2 separate regions of the Mus musculus genome follow, and region 1 is linked to region 2. A link is a contact called in public HiChIP or PLAC-seq data. All regions are on one chromosome and are shown on one strand. Each heading gives the region's core, a stretch centred on a gene start, on an enhancer-like site or on the middle of the called end of the contact. The rest is flanking DNA. Distances are from core to core; before and after follow the strand shown.

Region 1 (2,937 bases), core at 189-2,688, 120 kb after region 2:
CTAGACAGACAGCTCAGTTGTTGGCTACTGCTCACAACTGCCTGTTAACTCCAGCTTCAGGAAATCCAATGCCCTTTTCTGAATCATATTTACACACATAAACACACATGTGGACATATAATTAAAAATAAAATCAAATATAAAAAATTAGACCTGGAAATTTTATTTTATCCACAGAGAATAAACAGATTCATTTAAAATACACTGTAATCATGAATAAGGAAATTTAAAGGTGAATTTTATCATATGTTAGTTCGGCAGTTCTGAACTTTTGGGGTTGAATGACCCTTTCATGGGGACTGCCTAAGACCATTGAAAAACAGATATTTACATTACAATTCATAACAGTAGCAAACAAAATTAGAGTTATAAAGTAGCAGTAAAATAAATTTATGGTTGGTGGTAACCACAACATGAGGAGCTGTATTATAAAGGACTCAGTAGGTTGAAAACTACTGTGTTAGGTACTGGAATCTACTGACTTAAATGAACTATCACATCCCAGCGTGTACTTATCTGGAGGAAGAGCTAAGCTTTGCAAAACACCACACTACTGAGGGAGTCAACCTCTCTAAGAAAGGCCACTCTGATGATATCCCTCCAGTGAAAAGGAAGAGCACAGCTGTGCTCTTTAAAGCTCTGAGAATTACTTCTATATTTTTGAACACCAACTTTGTTATTTTGTTTACAAGTTGTACAATTTAAATACACAAGATAGGAATAGTTGCCTAAAGAAGAGCTCATTGGTCCAAAGTGTAACAATATCCTCATCAAAGGTTATCCTCAGCTGGGCAGTGGTGGCACATGACTGCACTCGGGAGGCAGAGGCAGGCGAATTTCTGAGTTCGAGGCCAGCCTGGTCTACAGAGTGAGTTCCAGGACAGCCAGGGCCACACAGAGAAACCATGTCTCAGAAAAAAGAAAATAAATAAATAAATACATACATACATACATGGCTATCCTCCTGACTTATTTCCCAAAGGAAATCCATGAAATTCCAATCCAAGCATAAACAAGGTGAAAGATCAACAAAATGACTACTTCCACAGCTACTGTATTTAAGGCTTTCATAGTTGATGATGGAAATACAAGTTATAGGCCAAATGAGGGCAGTTACTAAAGGGCTCTTAGGCACTGCATGGTAGGGGTGACAACACTACCATCTCATTTACAACTCTGACTTTAAATTTCTATCTAACCCATTTGTTTCCAAAATTAACTATAGATCCCAGTCTTCATCTGGTGTATGGAAGGCAGCATAAGAATTACTCTAATTAATGGGGGAAGGGAGTGGTAGTTTGAATAAGAACAGCCACCACAAGCTCCTACTTTTGAAAGTTTAGTCATCAGGGCGTGGCAGCATTGAAAGGGATTAGGAGGTGTGGCCTTGCTAGAGGGAGTGTGTCACTGGAGGTCAGTGGTTCTCCCAGTGGCCAGTGGATCTGGATGTAGCACCAAGACTGCCTGTGTGCTCCCATGCTTCCAGCTATGACAACAATAGACACAGTCATGGTGTTTCTTCACAGCTGTAGAACAGTGACTAGGACACTTCTACCAAGCCAGTGCTCTGAAACATTAGACTGGGAACACAGCTGGCTAAAGTAAGTTTATTCTTGAAATGCAAATGTAGGCCAGCACTGATGCTAATGGGCCAGCATCAGACGAGGACAAACAGACAAATTCGGATTTACACACAGGCAAATGGACTCCAATGCCGTGCACAGCACAGACTTCCTGTCCACCACTATCTCATAGACAACTCTGAAAAATAAAGGATTATTCTAAAAATCTTACATCAGACTTTCCAGGATTGAAACAGAAACCACCAGGAGACTGAGTTTATTAATCCAGGTGACAAATGGAAGCCAATCTCAAAGTAATTTACAAGTAGACTTTAAATTCAAAAGTCTGGTGGAGGGCTGGTGAGATGGCTCAGTGAGTAAGAGCACTGACTGCTCTTCCGAAGGTTCCGAGTTCAAATCCCAGCAACCTCATGGTGGCTCACAATCATCCGTAATGAGATCTGAAGTCTGGTGGAGCTAATTTATGATCTGCATTCAAAACCCTATAGAATGTGTCTTCAAAGAACATTAGGAAAACTTAGAATTGGTTCAAAGTTTAACTAAGAAGACTCTGCTACAAACAATGGCCATACATCAGCCCCAGAGACGCCATTATCAGCTCTACTTTAAAGAAATTACTTGTCCAGGTGTGGTAGCACATGCCTTTGATCCAAGCACTCAGAAGGCAGAAGCAGGCAGACCTATGAAAAGTCTGAATCCACCCTAGTGTACAGAGCAAGTTCCAGGACAACACAGGGCTAAACAGAGAAACCCTGTCTCAAAAAGAACAAAAACAACAACGTCTTTCTATTTTTCTTTCTGTATCTATGTCTGTGCCTGAGTATGTACAGGAGCCCACAGAGCCAGCAGAGGGCGTCGGAGCCCCTGGAGCTGGAGTTATACCTACGTGCTGGAACTGACATGGTTCCTGTGCAAGAACAGCAAGGACGCAACTGCGGAGCCATCTCTCCATCTCCCTCCACTTCTTTCCACTACCACATACAACCTATCCACTGAATTAGCTTTTGTTCCCACATGTTTATCTTGAAGTGGTAACAGACAATACTTTAAGACAATGGGACCTTCAGAAAAACACAGTAAATTGAAACATTTGTTGTCTTCTAACTTGAGTAAAGAATTACTTATGTGATCTACAGAACAAGTAAATATTTTATCTTCTTCATGTAGTAAAAAAAATCCTAAGGTCTACCTTACAACACTGTTGTTACGACAATAAAGTAACATATATAAAGCAGGATTTAAATACAGTGCTAAACATTATCAACTTATAATGCAAAGCTCTACCAGACAATCACAGCAGTAAAGTTTAATTTGTGCAGCTAACTGAATATGAAATGAAAATATGAATATGAAG
Region 2 (2,980 bases), core at 192-2,691:
AAAATTTTAAGGGCAGCTGGAGAGACAGTTTGGCAGTTCAGAGCACTTAGTGCTGTAGCAGAGAAGCTGAGTTCAGTTCCAAGCATCTTCATGTTGGCTCACAACTGCAACTCCAGTTCCAGGGGAGCTGGCACTTCTTCTGACCTACTTGGGCTCCTACAGCATGTGGTGAGCATCCATATGTTCAGGCAAGGGTGTGCGTGTGTGTGTGCGCGCGTGTACGTGTATATGTGTGTGTGTGTGTGTATGTATGTGTGCGTGTATGTACATGTATGTGTGTATGTGTGTGTGTGCGTGTGTGTGTGGGGGGGGTGTGCATGTGTGTGTATGTGTGTGCGTGTATGTGTGCATGCGTGTACAAGTATGTGTGTATGTGTGTGCATGTGTGGGTGCGTGTGCATGTGTGTGTGCATGTGCATGTGCGTGTGTGCACGCGTGTGTGCATGCATGCACGCATAAGTATTTTTTAAAAATATACGGGCTGAATAGATGACTCTGCAGTTAGGAGCACTTGAGGCTTAGGCTGAAAAACTAACTTCAAGGTTAAGAAAATGTGTTGTTCTTGCAGAAGACCTAGATTTAATCTCTGTGGATGCACAGTAGCTTGCAAATGTCTATTAACCCCAGTCCCGTAGGATCTGACACCTTCTTCTGACCTTTGTAGACTGCAAGCATGCACATGGTGTGCAATCATACATGAACCCAAAACACTCACACACATAAGTAATAACATAAATAAACATTACTAATATATTTTAAAGAGCATTTCTTGCAGAGAACCAGTTTGGCTCTTAGCACCTTGTAACTTCAGCTTAAAGGCTGATGCTATCTTCTGGCCTGTGGGAACCTATAGAGACACACGCATACACATAACAAAAAATAAGAGGAAAGTTTACATTTTAAATTACTTTTAAGGTTTTCCAAATGAAGTCACCCAATAAGTCACTTAGGATATTCAGCTCATTGGGCTGGTCTACGGCAATGAAGAGGTGCCCTGGGGTGAAATAAAACATACTTTTACATTTTCTGATACATTACTGAACACATGCCACAGGGAGTGGTTTTTATTGTTTTGTTGAAACAAAGTCTTGCTTGGTAGCTGAGGCTGGCCTCACAGCAAGTGCCAGCACAGTGACCTTGTCGGCTTTCAGTTGCTTTGTCCTCGGGATCACCCCTGTAGCTGAGTTTGTATTTGACTGCAGGGTGGGACCCCACTTACATAAGACCTTCTCCCACTTCTGGAGGTATGACTTGTCTGCCTTCTAGCACGGCATGGCCCTCCCAGCTGGAGAGACAACTGAGAAGCAGTGGGCTCCCAGGGGGCTGCTTTGCATCTTGTTTGTCTTATTCTTGGGTCCAGCAGGTCTCTGTAAGCTTCCTAGCCTTCTAGACAGTGCACTAGCACCCCACCCCCTTCATTCCTTCCATAGTGACTCACTTGAAGCTTTTGCAGTGGGATAAATACAGACATTCCCACCGAGTTTAAGCCCTATAATGTACCTTCCGCTGCCTACTGTTCATTTCTCATTTCCCACAAGACAAAAACAAGACCGTGAGGCTGTTGCTATGCGAGCGGCTCATGTGTGCCCACATTTGATTACGGTCCTTATTTCTGTGTGCCTGGGCTCCTCCATCTCACCAGACAGGAGAACAGATCCTGCCACCAGAGAGTCTGAGTGCAGGCCTTAGCAGCAGCTTGGGATGCAGGACTGACTTGTAGCTTGCCCAGTGCCGGGTCTCTGAGCAGGTAGGAGGTTTCGCACAGCTTCCCCTCTGCCAGCACAGCTCGACGGTTTCAGCGGTTTCAGCTTCCCTTCTCTCTCCATCCAGCAAAGTGCAGACATGTTCATTCCCATCTCAGTCCTGGCCATGTTTTGCAATGCGGAAGAAGGTATTTTGACCCCAGCTGCCTGGAGCCCTTGGATGAGAGAGAGGGAGAGCTACAGAGGGTCACTAAACAAAAGGGAGGCAAGACCTGGGGTTTTCTCTGGGGTCTGAGCCTAGCCACTTCCACCCGTCCCAGCAAGGAGCTGTTGAACGGACTTGAGTGGCTGTGAATGAGCCCAGGAATGAGCTCGTCTTCTCAGGGCCATCCCCAGCTACAGCAGTCTGTGACACAGCTGCACAGAGGAGAAGACAGGGACAGAGCTCTGCTGCTGGTCCTTCCTGGGCAATTCAGTTGGCACCAACAGGGTAACATCCAAGCAGGTGGCCATCTCTGCAAGACAGTCAAAGGTGGGTCAGCTCTGGGGCATCTCTGTAAGACAGTCAGAAGGGGCACAGCTCTTCCACTGTAGAGGACAGAGAATGCTGACCCTGACCAATAGGTCAAAAAAGAATACAGACTAATCCCACAGTCATGGACACTGAACTTAGAGAACAAGTTATTGCCTTGATCTGAGGGGACAATAGCCTGAGTCCCGAGCTATGCAGAGCTAAGGTATTCACCCCATTCCCTGCCTACCAGGTAAGAACACTGTTCTGTGGTAGACCTGCAAAAAAGAAAGAAAAAGGGAGGGAGGGAGGGAGGGAGGGAGGGAGGGAAGGAGGGAGGGAGGAAGGAAGGAAGGAAAAGAAAGGAAGAGGAGGGAAGAGGAGGAAGAGAACAGGCAAATTATTGTTTTTGTTGTTGTTGTTGTTTTTCCGAGACACGGTTTCTCTGTTTAGCCCTGGCTGTCCTGGAGCTCACTTTGTAGACCAGGCTGGCCTCAAACTCAGAAATCTGCCTGCCTCTGCCTCCCCAGTGCTGGGATTAAAGGCGTGCACCACCGCGTAGGCAAATTATTTTTAATCAGAAAATGGACCCTTCCATTTCTATACCAAGTGCTCCTTTGCTACAGAGCATTGGAAAGAGACCCGCTGACTAGGACGGAGAAAGGGTCAGAGGCCACCACTGGACTCCACGATACTGGAAAACTCACGATAGACACGTGGGACCTCTCAGTCCTTCTGCATTTCAGGAAGAACCCAGACATCCTGC

What was found. HiChIP or PLAC-seq counts read pairs in DNA pulled down with a chosen protein or histone mark.
Region 1: a contact with region 2 is called in an H3K27ac HiChIP or PLAC-seq map of embryonic stem cells, with 10 read pairs. The contact joins two enhancer-like sites. A contact is called at or near these places in 13 of 39 promoter capture datasets (the 3T3-L1 cell line, the C10 cell line, the HPC-7 cell line and 6 more), 4 of 15 datasets of contacts at CTCF or cohesin (CD8 T cells, the G1E-ER4 cell line, large pre-B cells and 1 more), 33 of 484 Hi-C or Micro-C datasets (the C2C12 cell line, CD8 T cells, the CH12 cell line and 19 more), 20 of 115 datasets of contacts at active chromatin or transcription factors (CD8 T cells, the HPC-7 cell line, the NIH/3T3 cell line and 10 more) and 4 of 9 other capture datasets (adipose tissue, embryonic stem cells, liver and 1 more).

The regions. Positions count from the first base shown.
Region 1 is chr11:22,947,898-22,950,834 of GRCm38.p6, forward strand. All of the region lies in intron 2 of Commd1 (COMM domain containing 1), which reads right to left. Among named protein-coding and RNA genes, the nearest start is that of Zrsr1, 23 kb to the right of the region's middle. Within about 2 kb of position 1,439, at least 36 of the 459 cell types and tissues checked have an H3K27ac peak or open chromatin away from gene starts, as enhancers often do. A contact at or near this core is called in the C2C12 cell line, the HL-1 cell line, the NIH/3T3 cell line and 2 more, where this site is marked.
Region 2 is chr11:22,829,075-22,832,054 of GRCm38.p6, forward strand. No RefSeq gene overlaps it. Among named protein-coding and RNA genes, the nearest start is that of B3gnt2, 29 kb to the right of the region's middle. Within about 2 kb of position 1,442, at least 67 of the 459 cell types and tissues checked have an H3K27ac peak or open chromatin away from gene starts, as enhancers often do. A contact at or near this core is called in the C2C12 cell line, the HL-1 cell line, the NIH/3T3 cell line and 2 more, where this site is marked.